2 separate regions of the Anser cygnoides genome follow, and region 1 is linked to region 2. A link is a contact called in public Hi-C data. All regions are on one chromosome and are shown on one strand. The core of a region is the stretch at or near the end of the contact, and the rest is flanking DNA. Distances in the headings are between cores, read along the strand shown. Region 1 holds the start of LITAF (lipopolysaccharide induced TNF factor). Region 2 overlaps LOC106041217.

Region 1 (6,743 bases), core at 686-3,185, 71 kb after region 2:
CGAAGAAATCAACGCCTTTTAATAGATTTCAAAATGCTCATGACCATAATTTCTAGCACAAATTCTTCTAAGTCTCAGTACTTATGGTCAATACTTATTTTCAAATGACGTTGCATTTTTCAGTTCTTACCACTGACTAATTTGGGGCAGGTGGTTCTATTTAAAAATGATATCTATCCTTTTTTGCTTCCCTCCACCCTACAAGACAGAAGCAAACAGGTTCCAGGTCTTAACAGCAGCATCCCTGGAACAATGACGTCTCCTATGCCTTCCTTTTCTTCTTCTCCCCCCCCCCCTTTTTTTTTAATTAACTAAGGAGGACATTTCAATTCTGAGGCACAGATAACTATCAAGTACTAAAACAAACAGTGTAAAAATAAAACCAAGTATCAGTCCCATTAATACATCTATCTAATTTCTAATGGAAATTAGAATAGAATTTCTATTTCTAATGGAAATTCTTTAAAAAAGAACAAGATGACATCAGGACTAAAAGACAATCTCATCAAAAGATTAATCACTGTGGATGCAACCACAACTTCAGCTTGTCAACAGAATTTTGCTGATGTCCCTCTTGCTCTAAACGTCAACCCTAAAGAAATATTTGAACTATTACTTCATACGCCCAGCGCAAACATGTGTCTTGCAATCCAGCTTGAAGATTAGCCTGGGGACAAGAGAAAGAGAAGGTAATAACCCACCTCTCTACTTAGCGTAAAGACACCGAAAATAAAGGCTTATGAAAACAGATTTCCTAACCCAGCCTGGCCAAGTAAATACACTGTTATCCTTCCCTTATTCTTTAGCTAAGATTTGGCAGGATTAATCTGTTTGCACTATTCCTCCTCAGTTCCCATTGCTAGAAACCCCAGGCTGCTCTCCAACACCATGACTAATTACAGGGGCTCTGTCACAGCGGCGCTGAAGACAGCTGCTGATCAACAGCACCCGGAACAAAAGGCAGATTGACAGCTAATCTTTTTTTTAAACAATCAGGCAGGATATACAGGTTTATGGGAGCACTCGGGATTTTTGCAGCACGCAGCAGCAAGCTGTAGCACAGCACTTGCTGGGGCCACCATCTTGGTTACCTGAACTCCAGACAACAGCTTCCTAACTCACCAACCTGCTGAGAAACAGCGCGTTAAAGTCACGCAGATTTCTTAGATGTTTGTGAAAGAATAAAACTCTGTTATACTTTAAGGGGAAAAAACAAACAAACAAAAAGTTCAATACATTATTGTTTCAGTAAGACAACCAGTGCCATTGGAGTCACACTGGATTTACCAACAAAACACTAGCAAATAAAACACTAAGAGACCAGAAATCGCATTAGGCATCCCGTGGTCCTGAGAAGAGGAGGCTACACACTTCAGGTTTGGTAAGGCAGAAAGTAAACACGGCCACGCACCCGGCGAGGCGGCGGGGGCAGCGCCAGCGCCACAGGGAGCTGAGCTGAGCTGAGCTGCGCCGCGCCCTCAGGGGAGCGGCCCTGACAGAGAGACGCCCGGTGCCGTCCCTTCTTCCCTTTCTTTCCCTTCCCTTCTTCCTTTCCCTTCTTCTCTTCCTCTCCCTGCCCACAGCTTCGGTGACCACCGACGGCTTCCTCCGAGGGGCCCGGCGCTTTCCCGCCCGTCCCGGCTCCAGAGGCGCCCGCGCAGCCCCGGATCCCCCCGGCCCGTCCCTTACCGCTCCGCAGCTGTCGCCGCCTGCCCTCCCCGCCGCCCGGCTGGAGCCGCCGTCCCGTCCCGTCCCGTCTCTTTCTCCTCCCCTTCCCCGAGGCTGCACGAATCACGCACCTTGCCCCGGACACCCCCGGCCCCGGGACCGGCCGCCCCCGCTCCGCCTCTCCGGCACCTGGCAGCGGGGCGAGAGGAGAAGGAAAACGAAATGCAAAAAAAAAAGCCTCAGGAAACACGAAAAGTTCGACGCACGACGCCGGGAGTGGAGGCTGCCTCCTCAGAGAAACGTCCCGCTGGAAGGTCTTGCCCAGGGGCTACGCGCAGGTTCCCAGATTCACAGGGATCCTCAGCTTCCCAGTAATCAGCATTGCCAGACTGCCTGTTTCCTAGCACAGGAGGAAAAAATAAATCCTTCCTCTAATTCCTTGATATGCCTGTGTTACCAGGATCATCTCTTTCAGCCAGTGCTGCATGTGACAAAACTGAAAGAAAATTATTAAAGAAACCTCCCAACAGATCCAGTGTCGTTAACTGGGGCTCTTAGAACCAATTAATTGGATTCAGCCTTTGGAAGCTACAGAGGTTGTTGTTCCTTCATCCATCCAACCCAACAGTTCAAAAATATGTGCCAAGGTAAGACAGAAACCATTACTGGCCAGATCGCTGAAAGGGATTCACCAAGGGCTGCTTCTGCTTCACCACTGCAGTTTAAATGAGCCAGTTGGCAAGATTTGTTATTTAAGTGCTTCAATCTGCTTTGGACTGGAAGGAGTCACCAACCCCCCAGGGCTCAGCAGGGACTCTATGGTAGGCCTTTTGGCTGAAAGTATCTAAAATCTGTTAAAGTCTTAGTTTTGTGCTTAAAACCTTTCTTGGCCCTTGCCCTAAGTAACACGTATATTCAATTCAAGTCCATCCCAGGGCCAGGATTCAGGTTTCATAGGACAAAAGGTGCACTCGCTCCAAGTGACGAGAAGCCCAAGAGTCAACTCTGCGGTCAGAGGGATCTACCGTATTGCCTACAGGTATGTGTATGCAGGGTTTTGATCAGATAGTGAAGTACAAGGGCTCTGCTAGCATGAATACTCCTCACCCCTGATTCTGTTAAAAAAAAAAAAAAGTGGTGGGTTTTGCTTTTGTTTTGATTCGGCAGCAGTCAGTCCTTCCTGCTTGTTAGCGTTTGACCCCGAGGATAGAACACGACTTAGATGTGAGTAACTTTTCATCATTGTCAAGAAATCACATTATAGGTCATGATATTTATCTCAGAAGCAGGATATGTGTAATTTCTGCCTTGGTGCCCTGGCTTTGTTAAAACTGGAGTAATTGTGCTCTTTGTAACTGAATTTCCTTTGCCAGGTGGATGTGAGCAGCTTAGAAGCCACAGCAGAGAGAAGCCAGGACTAAACGCATCTCCTGGGGTGCAATAAGGCATGAGCCTCATCTGAAAGCCTTCTTACTGCCAGTGCTATATTTTTTGCTTACATCTCATCACAGGCTGCCTCATGCTACAGCTTTTACCCCTCTCTGCAGACCCCAATAACATTGTGCCGTTTTGCCCTACCACTCTTCTTACCAAATGTCCATATACAGCTTGGTGGTTAGGCCACTAACAGCATCAGTTTAGCAGTGCACAAGTGTATTTCCTCTCATTACCCCTCCTCCTGCCCACCTATCTCACCATTTACCAGTTCCTCCCTTTCCAGTCCTTTTCCGGCGATGCAGAGTGAAGCTAGGGACAGCTTGACCCACTCTTCCTGGGGTCAGCCACAGTAGACCAAGTGGTTGGGTGGGGACACGCAGCATGAACTCACTTCGTGCTTGAGGAAACACAGCTAGAAATTGAGAGAAATCTTGATCATCTCCCCCACTCCGTGAGCTGTGTTCTGAAGATGATATATTTAACTTGTTAAAAAAAAAAGAAGAAAGGCCACATGACAAATTCAGAAAATTTACGTAGGTCCCAACGCAGTATCCCACAAGAGCTCTGCTCTGTCACCTTTCTGGTGGTATGATGTACGAAGCAGCCCCACCCTTGGTATTTGGCTGTTACGCTTTTCTCCACCCTGCTGAGTCATCCGACAGCGTCACGAAACAGTAAAGTACACGGTATATTGTATATGTTTTGTTCACACACTAATGGCACGTAATTTATTACAGGACACCAGTAGATGTCAGTTTAACCCCAAAAATGAATGCCTTAGCGTAGGTGCTAGATTTATTAGCTTTTACTTCAGTCAGTTTCCACCAAAGAAACTAAATGAAGCTGAGAAGTTGATGTACATTCAATGTGCAGAAGTAAACAAGTTTTAATGTCACCTTATTTTTTTCCTGCCTGGAAGTTGTAGGATCTGCACACATACAGTTGGTTTTTGTAGTGATTTTGCGTGTACTAATTGGTTAAGGCTAAAAAGAATCTCAAATGACTTTTGATAACTTCAATAATACTAGATATTTAAGGAGATTTGTACTAGGTTGCAGTTTTAGACTGGCAGGCAAGGTTGATGCACAGATTTACATGCAAAGCAAGGTAGATGACATTAAGTCAAATAGCCTTAAAGAATGTTTTGTGTTTTTTTTTCTACAATGGCTGATTCAAGTTGCAAAGCAAACAGAACAAGAACTGCAACACACTGAACATTTAGCACAAGAAATATGAAGACGGACATTTTGGTATTGCAATTGCCAGTCAATATCCTGATCTAAACAACAGCTAAAATTTAAGCCACTCATAGGTTTGCGTTTCACTATATAAATATTTTAAAAGAGAAACAGGTAAGTTTGATAGGATTAGAAAATACAACTAATACAGGAGTGCCATCTAGAAGTGCAACACCGAGGACAGCAAATATTTTGAATGATTTGTGTTCAAAGTAGTGAACCAAATGAAACCAAAAATCCAAAATAGTCCTTTCTACATCATTCACTATTGGAAGCAGCAATGGGTTGAAAGAATACCTCAAAGCCCCCAGGGGTTGAACTTCCAGATAGGATCAATGCCAATGAAGAATAAATTACTTACATTTATAATGTCAAATGGTACTTAATCAAAATTAAGCTTCTGCCCGTGGGAATGCTGACTGCCTGAGAATGCAGAGGTTGAATTTTAATTAAACTGGTAGAGCTTAGCAATGATTTTACTAATTCTAAATCTTTTCTATGAACCTCACAGCTCATTTAGCTCGCCTATGAGCTAAGTTCTTTTTAATGTTATTTTGTGCATAATGCCAATATAAATCCTCTCCAGTTTTGTTAGCCTTTCTTGTAATTATTTAAATAAGTTCACACAATCTCTTCCTGTCTTGACCTTTTTCTTTCCATTATCAAAATACTGTTCTGCTAGGTTGTTACTACTAAAGAATTTGGATTAAAAAAATCTAGGAAGTAAAATAAACAAGTTTTATTGTACATATTTGTCAAAATAATCAGTATACGGAATGCACAGGTTTTTCTTATGTTTCTCCCTAATTAAACAAGACTGACGTGAAGATCAGTATTTACTCTGTGTATTAAATCTCTTAATTATGGAATGATAAAATTTCTTCAAGGTTAGAAAATTATTGTCTAAAAGCACTCACTGAATTATGAGAAGGAAGGTACCAGGGGATAAGGAGCTTTTTAATCAAAGAGAGAAAAGTATAGTAAAAAGCTATGTTCAGAGGTCAAAGCTGGGAAGGTTAACGACTTGTTTTCCATTTCAACACTTAACTGATGAGCCACTAGAAGAAACTGACAAAAGAAGTATGAGATTCTATGAGATTCTACATCTTTTGAGTACTTCAGACAAATTTGGATGAGTTTCTGGAAAATATATTTTAGATGAGCACAGATCTTTACAAATGCCACCCCCATTTTGTACAATGTTCAACTGGTGAGCAAACAGTCCCATCTGATTTAAGAAATAATGCATCAGTGTTAAAAAAAAAAAAAAGGAAGGAAGGAAGAAAAAAGAAAAAGAAAAGAAAAAAAAATGTACCATAATACAAATTGCAATTATGTCATTTGATTTCTAGCTTGGGGTTTAAGAGTTTTGTCACCTTCAAAACCCAATCTATAGCAATGTTCTTGTTTTCTGATTGATGACGAGTTTGGTTTTATTCCACAAGCTACTTCTAACAACACATGCACACAAAAATATCTACAATACTTAAAGCCAAGTGCTGCCATAATAGACTTCCTTTCATGCAATGCTATAGAAACGATAATTAAAGTAATTGAAAGTTAACAATGCAATAATTATCAGCTTGCAGAGAAAGGCCTAGATATCATTTCTGCTTGGGTGAGTATTAGCCAACAATATACTGATATGTGCCGTTACCGAGGACTTACGTTCTGAGTGCCAAATTCATCTGACAGCACGGTGCAGTGTGTTTGTGGGAAACGAGGGGAGCTGGGGTTTGAAGACTGCCAGCAAGTGGGCTCACTGAGTGCTCACTGCTTTGCAATGTTGATTTGGGCATTAATAACTTCAGCTTAAGTTACCCCAAATAAATTCTATACACAGCAGCAGGATGAGGGAAAAAGACAACAGAGAACCCCAAATACACCCTCCCTTTCAGGAACTGCTCCATGAGGAGAAATACCCCATGACTGACAATCTCACTGCTGAGGTTCATGCGTCAAAACGACTATTGCTCCATACCAACGTGGAAGCGATAGGGAAAATAAAACAACACCCTCATATGACAGATAAGTGGTAGCTTCAAGTGAGCTGTCAGACACGTTATCTTGCGTAAAGCCGTCTTATTTCTCAGTTCCCATTTCAACTGTTGTGATGCTACTCCTAAACAAAGCAGCACAAAAATCACATCTTCTCACCGTTCCTGCTGTTTGGCAAAGCTGCTGGTATCATCTTGGCTGTACACCAGGTCTGCTGGCTCATGTTACATCTGATGACCGAAACAACTGATCTACTTACATTTGGGCATGCTGTTGTTTTACCTACAGCAGCAGCCTGACTTATGTTAATGCATTGCTTTGATCAAACTGTGGATCTAAAGTGAGTAAGGAATACCACAGTACTCTCCCATGTAAAATTCTGACATCATAATCTTTCATACA
Region 2 (6,766 bases), core at 1,602-4,101:
GAATGTAAGCAATCACATCTATAGCTCTATTTTCTAGTCATCTAATATCTTTTTGCTCTCTCCTCCCTGCCCTTCTGTCTGTGATTGGCATCCCAGATAGGTGCATAGGACTCAAAACTATTGTGGGGGATGACGTTGGAGGGTGGGGTATGGTTGGTTGGTTTTGTTTTTAAACTTAGCTTTACACTGCAGGTTGTCAAAACAGATGAAAAAGAAGGAGCTCTGGAAGTGTTTAAGCTTCAACACTAGCAAAGACATCTTTGGGGAAGGTGGCAGACCTGAAAAACACAGCACTGGGTCAGAGAAATTACCTTTGTGGATTTGTACTTCTGTCTTACCATTGGCAGGTTCTGATAGCTGGCTGTGAAGTTAAAGTCCTGTTTTGCGCTCTTTATCTTAAAGCAAAGAAATTTGGCTTGTTCATTATTCTCCAAATGAATCTCATTCTTCACAGGCTGATTCCACAAAGATACCATTTCAGTATAGCTGTGCAGAACGTTTCTCTCAAGATGATTAAATGTGGAGGCCTAAAAATAAAGGGGAACATAGTAGTCAGGCTGAGTTGGGACAGAGAAAATCCTATTGTGCCAGCATCACAGGCCAGAGCTGAAAAGAATGCATTGTCTTGGAGAAGTTCATTACAATAACTATTAGAAATAGTGCATCAGCTTTTCCATTATCCAAATAATATGAATTTCCATAAAGATCTCAAAAATTATTTTATCCCCTCAAGCAAGGGAGAGAGAGGAAGCTAAGTAGTTGGAAAGAAAATAGTTGATGAACACTTTTTTTCCTTTCTCATTGAAGAATGTTTCTCACAATCTTCTTCACTGTGCCTAAACCATCAGTGATCTAACAAGGGAAAGCTGCAGTTCAGAATAAAGGAAAACCTTAAGGATAAACCAAAATAAGATTTAGAATCTACTGTGAATGTCTAGAAGAAAGGCAAAAATTCTAGACTTTCTTCTCATTTATACAGAGACAGATAAGGACTACCTCAATGAAAATAATGAAGCTTCTCCAAGGCAAATCTACACCTTGCATGGTGACAAAGGTTAACCTTATTTGTTAATTCATAGCAGCTGGTGATGAAATTGGTTTTAAAATCTCCATTGCATGGCACAGTTGAAAACAAGTTAGGAAGAAGCTTAGAATCCATAGATTCAAGGCACACTGATTCCACCCAAGGGATATCTAATCCTTTCACAGAAAGTGGAAGAATTCCTATAAAAAAGACTGAAGATTACACATTGAGAACCTACTAGTGAAAATTCTCACACAGAATTATGGGAGACTGAATTAACTGAGTCACAACAAAAGAAATAACCTTTCATTTTCTTGGAGTAAAGGAGAGGAGAGAGAACTTAAAAATAGTTCTAGTTGTTTGTACACTCCTAGGTAGAATTCTGACTTGAAATATTTGGGCTTTGTGCAGGAATAAATGGACTTCCATTCCAAATAGAGGCAGAGATAGCGGGCCCTAATATTTTCAAAGACAGCAAAGAGACCCTGCCTGTTTTGACTTGCCTGCTCCCAGAGGAAGAATAGCATGTCATTCCAGCACAAGAAAGAGATGAACATCGGCTTTTCAAGATGCTCTCTTATAAGTTGGCACATAGTGGATTAGTTTCTCAAACAAGCTACTTCACATAACAAGCTGAGCAAGTGTTATTCCAGTATGATGACAGTTTAGTTACGTACCGTCACAAAGCTGCATCATCAAAGCTCTACATTATAGGAAACATCATGTTACTTACCTGCAGGTATGTGGTTGCTGGTGTGTAAATGTGAAATTTCCCCTCCTTTTCATTGCCTTGATCTTTACAGAATAGTTCCACTACAAGATTCTTAATGGAGAGAACTTTGCCAGTTGTCAGTTCCATAGTCAATAAATAAGCAGAATGCTGAGGCTGATGTATTTTGTGAGCTGCATGCAGATATAGCCATGGGGTGTCCATACTTAATTCTCCTGGAAGGAATATATAAATTAAAGGTGGCAGAAATGTGAGATTTCAAGCTGCCTGGCTTCTAATTCTGCAACAAAGCTGGGTTTCTGGAATGAGACTAATTGCTACTATTGGCTTCAGAGTTGTCAAAATCTCTGGATGGTACATAGTTAAATGAATGTCCTGCACTAATGTACCATACTGCGTAGTTTAAAACACAGCGCCATTTACAAGAACGGAAATTTATGGAACTTGGTACTTAAATTACACCAGAAAAGTGTTCTACTGCATGACCTGCAACAAGATGTGGAACCTTTACTTGAACTGTAATTCTGTAGCTATTATTCACATAATTACTATAATGGCTTTTATCAAAGCTGTTTCAACACAAGCCAACATAGTAATTAAATTCTGCAATACATAAATTTTGAACAAGATTGGTAGGCTATTTTGGAAACTAGTTTCCAGACAGCTCAGAATGTTTATATCTGACAAGGTGCTGAAAATTCACTGTTGAAATTTCACTGGTTATTTATCAAATTATGCCATTCACCCACTGCAATATAGTTCAGAAATGCACAATTTTATGACAGTCACTCACAAAGTAATCTCCACATTTTTAAGACTTCAGAATTAATTCGACCTTAGTTCATTTCACTTTAACAAGCAGAAAAGCACAACAGTTAATAATTAATCCAGTGTATCAAGCTAGTTGTTTTGCATTAATAAGGATCCAAGTTTTGGCACACATAGTATATACTAGCTTTGAAAAATGCATCTCAATAGCATACCTAGTCACTGAGCCAATCATTGCCCTGATTTGTACAGCATGTAATCCACTGAAGCATAAAATAGTAGTGTCATTCAATCCATTTTAAGCACTAAATATCAGAAAATTGATTCTTGGCATGCTACAGGTAATTTAATCTCTATTTGAGAAAGAAGTCCAAAAATGTAAAATATAGCTTATAATAACAAAGGTCTACTCCCTGCTGTACTTTATGAATCGAAGACCAAGAAGAAATGTGATTTTTAAAATACATCCATATGCATACACAGGTGTTTAATTTACAGCTTAAGATATACCATTAGTATTCATCTCAGTGTCCCACTTTCTAATGTATTTACAAATCCAATTACTATTTCTAAAGCAAGTTGATAATAAAAAATAAATAAATAAAACATGGCTCACATCTTGGTCAGTTAGCTCAGTCAAAAGCTACTAGGACAATACCAGTCTACATTAGGAGCATGGCTATCAAACAGAGTTATTCCCGTCTGCAAAGCTCCGGAGAAGTCCTGCCTACGACACTGAATCTAGCTTTGGACCACCCAGAGCCAGGCAGACAGTGAGAAACCAGACAGGACAGAACAGAGGGCTGCTCTGACGATAAAACACCTAGAGACAAGACCTGTGACAAGAAGGGAGGCGACTGGGCTTATTTAGTCTGGCAAAGGGATGGGGCGGATCTGATAGCTGCCTACAGCTATCTTGAAGGCAAATGGCAAAAATGAGAAACACAAACCCTTCAACACAGGCATACAATACAAGGACAACAGCCACAAATTGCACACTGAGAGTCTCAGGAACTGCTGGAAGAGGTTAAGTCAGCTAGGCTGGGGAAAGGTGGAGGTTTTGAAAACTGAGCTAGACAAAGCCACAGCAGATGTGATCATGTCCTGCTTCGAGCAGGAAGCTTGTCAAGATAACCTCCAGGGTCTGCCTTGATCAACCAATATTTCAATGATTCTGTTACACCCATACGTGACTACCTCATAAAATCCCAGCTGCAACATTGCATGCATGCTTTTCTAAGCAGACTGGAAATGGTTTGTGGTACTTCACCTTCCCACTTCTTCAGGCCATTTCTGGATACATCTTTCCATTGCAGTCCAGCCAAAAATGGCATGAGGTTATTATACTGCACCTTAAAGTTGGTGCTGCTCTGCAAATAACCCTGAGAGCTGTGCGAGTGCTGCAGCTGGGTTCTGTAATTCATCTGCTTTTCCACGACTTGCGCAGTAAACTGGAAAACAAGTGAAGCAAATTTAAATAAAAACAGGATCCCATCTTCAGAGCTATCTAAGCTAACACACACATACAGTAACAGGAAGGTCACAACTACTGCCTCTGCTCTTGATATTTGCCATTCATTTTACAGATTTTCATGAATGCTGATGAATTACAGATTGAAATTTCTTTAACGTGCATTTGTTTTATCTACTGGGGGTTCAAAAAGGATATTTTCCACTAAATTTTGGATCACTTACTTGGTTAAAAACAATAATGTCCATAATTCTATGTCAGCCCATATTGTGATCACAGATAAAATCTACGTTTAGGTGCTCTCTATGGGAATAGAATAATGACAACCCTCCTCAGAAAACTATCATCTATTCTAATACAATAACAGAGGAGATCTGCTACTTTAAGAAACAACACAAAAATTTACATGAATAGCTTCTGTAAGAACTTCCTACAAATAAAACATCACAGGATATGCCAATATAAATGATTATTTTCTTTCAGTTGGTAGCCCATAGAACGCGCTTTGAAAGAAGATCATCTGTTAAATATTAGAAATGAAGGTTTTACTCTTCAACAATCATGATTACCTCCATGAAATAGTTGACTAGTGAAAAACTGGAACTATTCTTTAATGTTTGGCTGATCAGTAGTTTCTTCTTATTGTTTATTTTGTTCCAGTGTTTCCCATAGTTCACTTCCATCTGGGAGGAAAGCCAAGATGCACTCGCATCATGTTTCAGGTGAACCTGAAGAATGAAAATCTGTCTTTTTCCTGTAAACCATGCTTTCTCATTTAGTTACTGTTGTTAACTGGCTGTAGAAATATTCCCAAGTAGCAAGCAAGGCTAAAGAAGAAAGGGTTGCAGATTTTCCAAAGCAAAAATCAAGTTCCATCAGAATATGTCAATTCAGACTACAAAGCCCCAGAATTTTTGTCCATTCACTGCTTGTCAAATTGCTATTCTCAAAAGCTAAGGCAACTGCACTCCCAATGGACTGCCCCGCATGGATTCACTGTGCAGCTGCAGAGTCTGGCAAGATCCTGCTACACGGGAAATCTTAACACTCCTGGGCTTCAGTCCAACTTGGATGAAAAGCAAAGGTGAAAGGATACAAAATTTCCCTTTAATTCAGAAGCTTATTTGCCATCCAGCTCTCTAGTCTGCAGTGAATATCCAGCATTAATGGTAATTTCCCTTTGCATTAACCTTTGTCTCTGTACAGTCTGCAAATGAAAAGATTTTAAACAGATCTGCTTTTCTGCATCAGAGGCACACACTGAAATTTATAAGAATAAATCCAGATCTGAACCAGAAAACTAATAAAAAATAAGGTTATTTTCAAGACATAGGACTTCTAATAAGCAGAGTTTCTGACTTTTAGTTACAAGTACTGAAAAATTAGATAAATCACAAACTTATTAATACTATTGTTTTACATAAAACAAAAACTTCCACAACAAACATTCTGCAGAAGCTCTGTGCATTTATACATTAAAAATGACATCATTGAACAGTTCCATCACTTACAGCTGCAATGGACTGCACAAATTAGCAACATCACTAGATGCCTGTGTCTATACAGAAAGAAAAAAGAAACAAAAGATCAGAAGAAGACAACTGATCCAAAAATGACATCTTGGACATTGCTCTGTTTAAGCCCCTCAGTACATGAGTGACACAAATTTACTCAGCACACATATAAACAAGTGCTTTGGTCTGTACCTCTACCTTGTGATTATAGGTTGGAGTCTGCATACAATGAAACTCATGGCCAACATCAAGTTTGTACAAGTCATGTGCACCTGTCTTCTCTTCAACTTTTTGCCCCATCCTGCATTCATGATGAAGGGTTTTTGCCTCTCCTGTTCAAGTTAAATCACAAAGTTATCTGTTCAAATAATTCAAAAGTAAGCATATAGATGTTAATAATAGAAATCTAGAGCTGGCTTCAATGTTTCTTTTTTTTTTTTTTTCCTCAAAAAATACTGAAGTGAAATTCATCTGTTTTCACAGACAAATACTTGTTGATTTATCCTAGGAATCCAAAGGAAAGCACACCTTTAATGAACCTGCATTTAAGAGTAGTGAGTTTATATTTGCTAGATGACTTAATGAGTGAATTACATGATGAAAATGAAAACACTACCATAGTAGCAAACAAAAGTCAAGTACATATCTAATTAATGTAAAAAGGTCTGGCAGTATGTTCTGCAGCCTAAAGGTACTGACCAAAGTTTGTGAAGATCAGTACCAATATTGGTATAATAGCAGCACCATGAAGTTCAGCTCAACAGTCATCTCCAATAACTGCCTAAGACCTAGACACATTTTAAAGACTACAATATATCTGTTAAAATGCTGTTTCTGATACCTGAGCTTATTTTCCAGCTAGTCAGCATATATCCAACCTAACTACAACCAATAGGTTTGCACTGCTGAGTGCAGACATGCTATAAGACTTTGGGGAAAAAATGTATTATGAATTACAATTTATTTATTTTTCCCCCACAAGCTATACTAGAAATGCACATCCTAGCAACAGGCTCTACATGTAAGAGTTTAGGCCTGTGTTTATTTTATAGTCTAATAAAAAATTAAAGTATTTCCAATTTTAGGCAATTGGAAACAGACAGTTTACATTAAGAATGGAATGAATATAATCCAATGATTTAGGCTGATTTTGTTTAAGAGAAGCAAAGGCTTAGATGTTTACTCTGCCACATTTGCAGGTTCTTTCACTTTTCCTTTAGAAGTAAATAATTAAATAAATAAATATATTAAAAACAGAA

Evidence for each region. A called contact is a pair of places that touch in the nucleus more often than the background predicts.
Region 1: a contact with region 2 is called in a Hi-C map of liver, with 2.1 times the contacts expected there. The contact joins the promoter of LITAF here to the enhancer-like site in region 2. A contact is called at or near these places in 2 of 7 Hi-C or Micro-C datasets (both in liver).

The regions. Positions count from the first base shown.
Region 1 is chr15:17,863,675-17,870,417 of Taihu_goose_T2T_genome, forward strand. It overlaps LITAF (lipopolysaccharide induced TNF factor), which reads right to left and starts at 1,936. Exons shown (of 5, transcript XM_048053758.2): 1 at 1,800-1,936.
Region 2 is chr15:17,791,445-17,798,210 of Taihu_goose_T2T_genome, forward strand. LOC106041217 reads right to left here. Exons shown (of 74, transcript XM_066977881.1): 26 at 5,700-5,839; 27 at 4,563-4,721; 28 at 3,793-3,973; 29 at 1,758-1,969; 30 at 312-527. Among named protein-coding and RNA genes, the nearest start is that of RMI2, 58 kb to the left of the region's middle. Within about 2 kb of position 2,852, at least 1 of the 3 cell types and tissues checked has open chromatin away from gene starts, as enhancers often do. A contact at or near this core is called in liver, where this site is marked.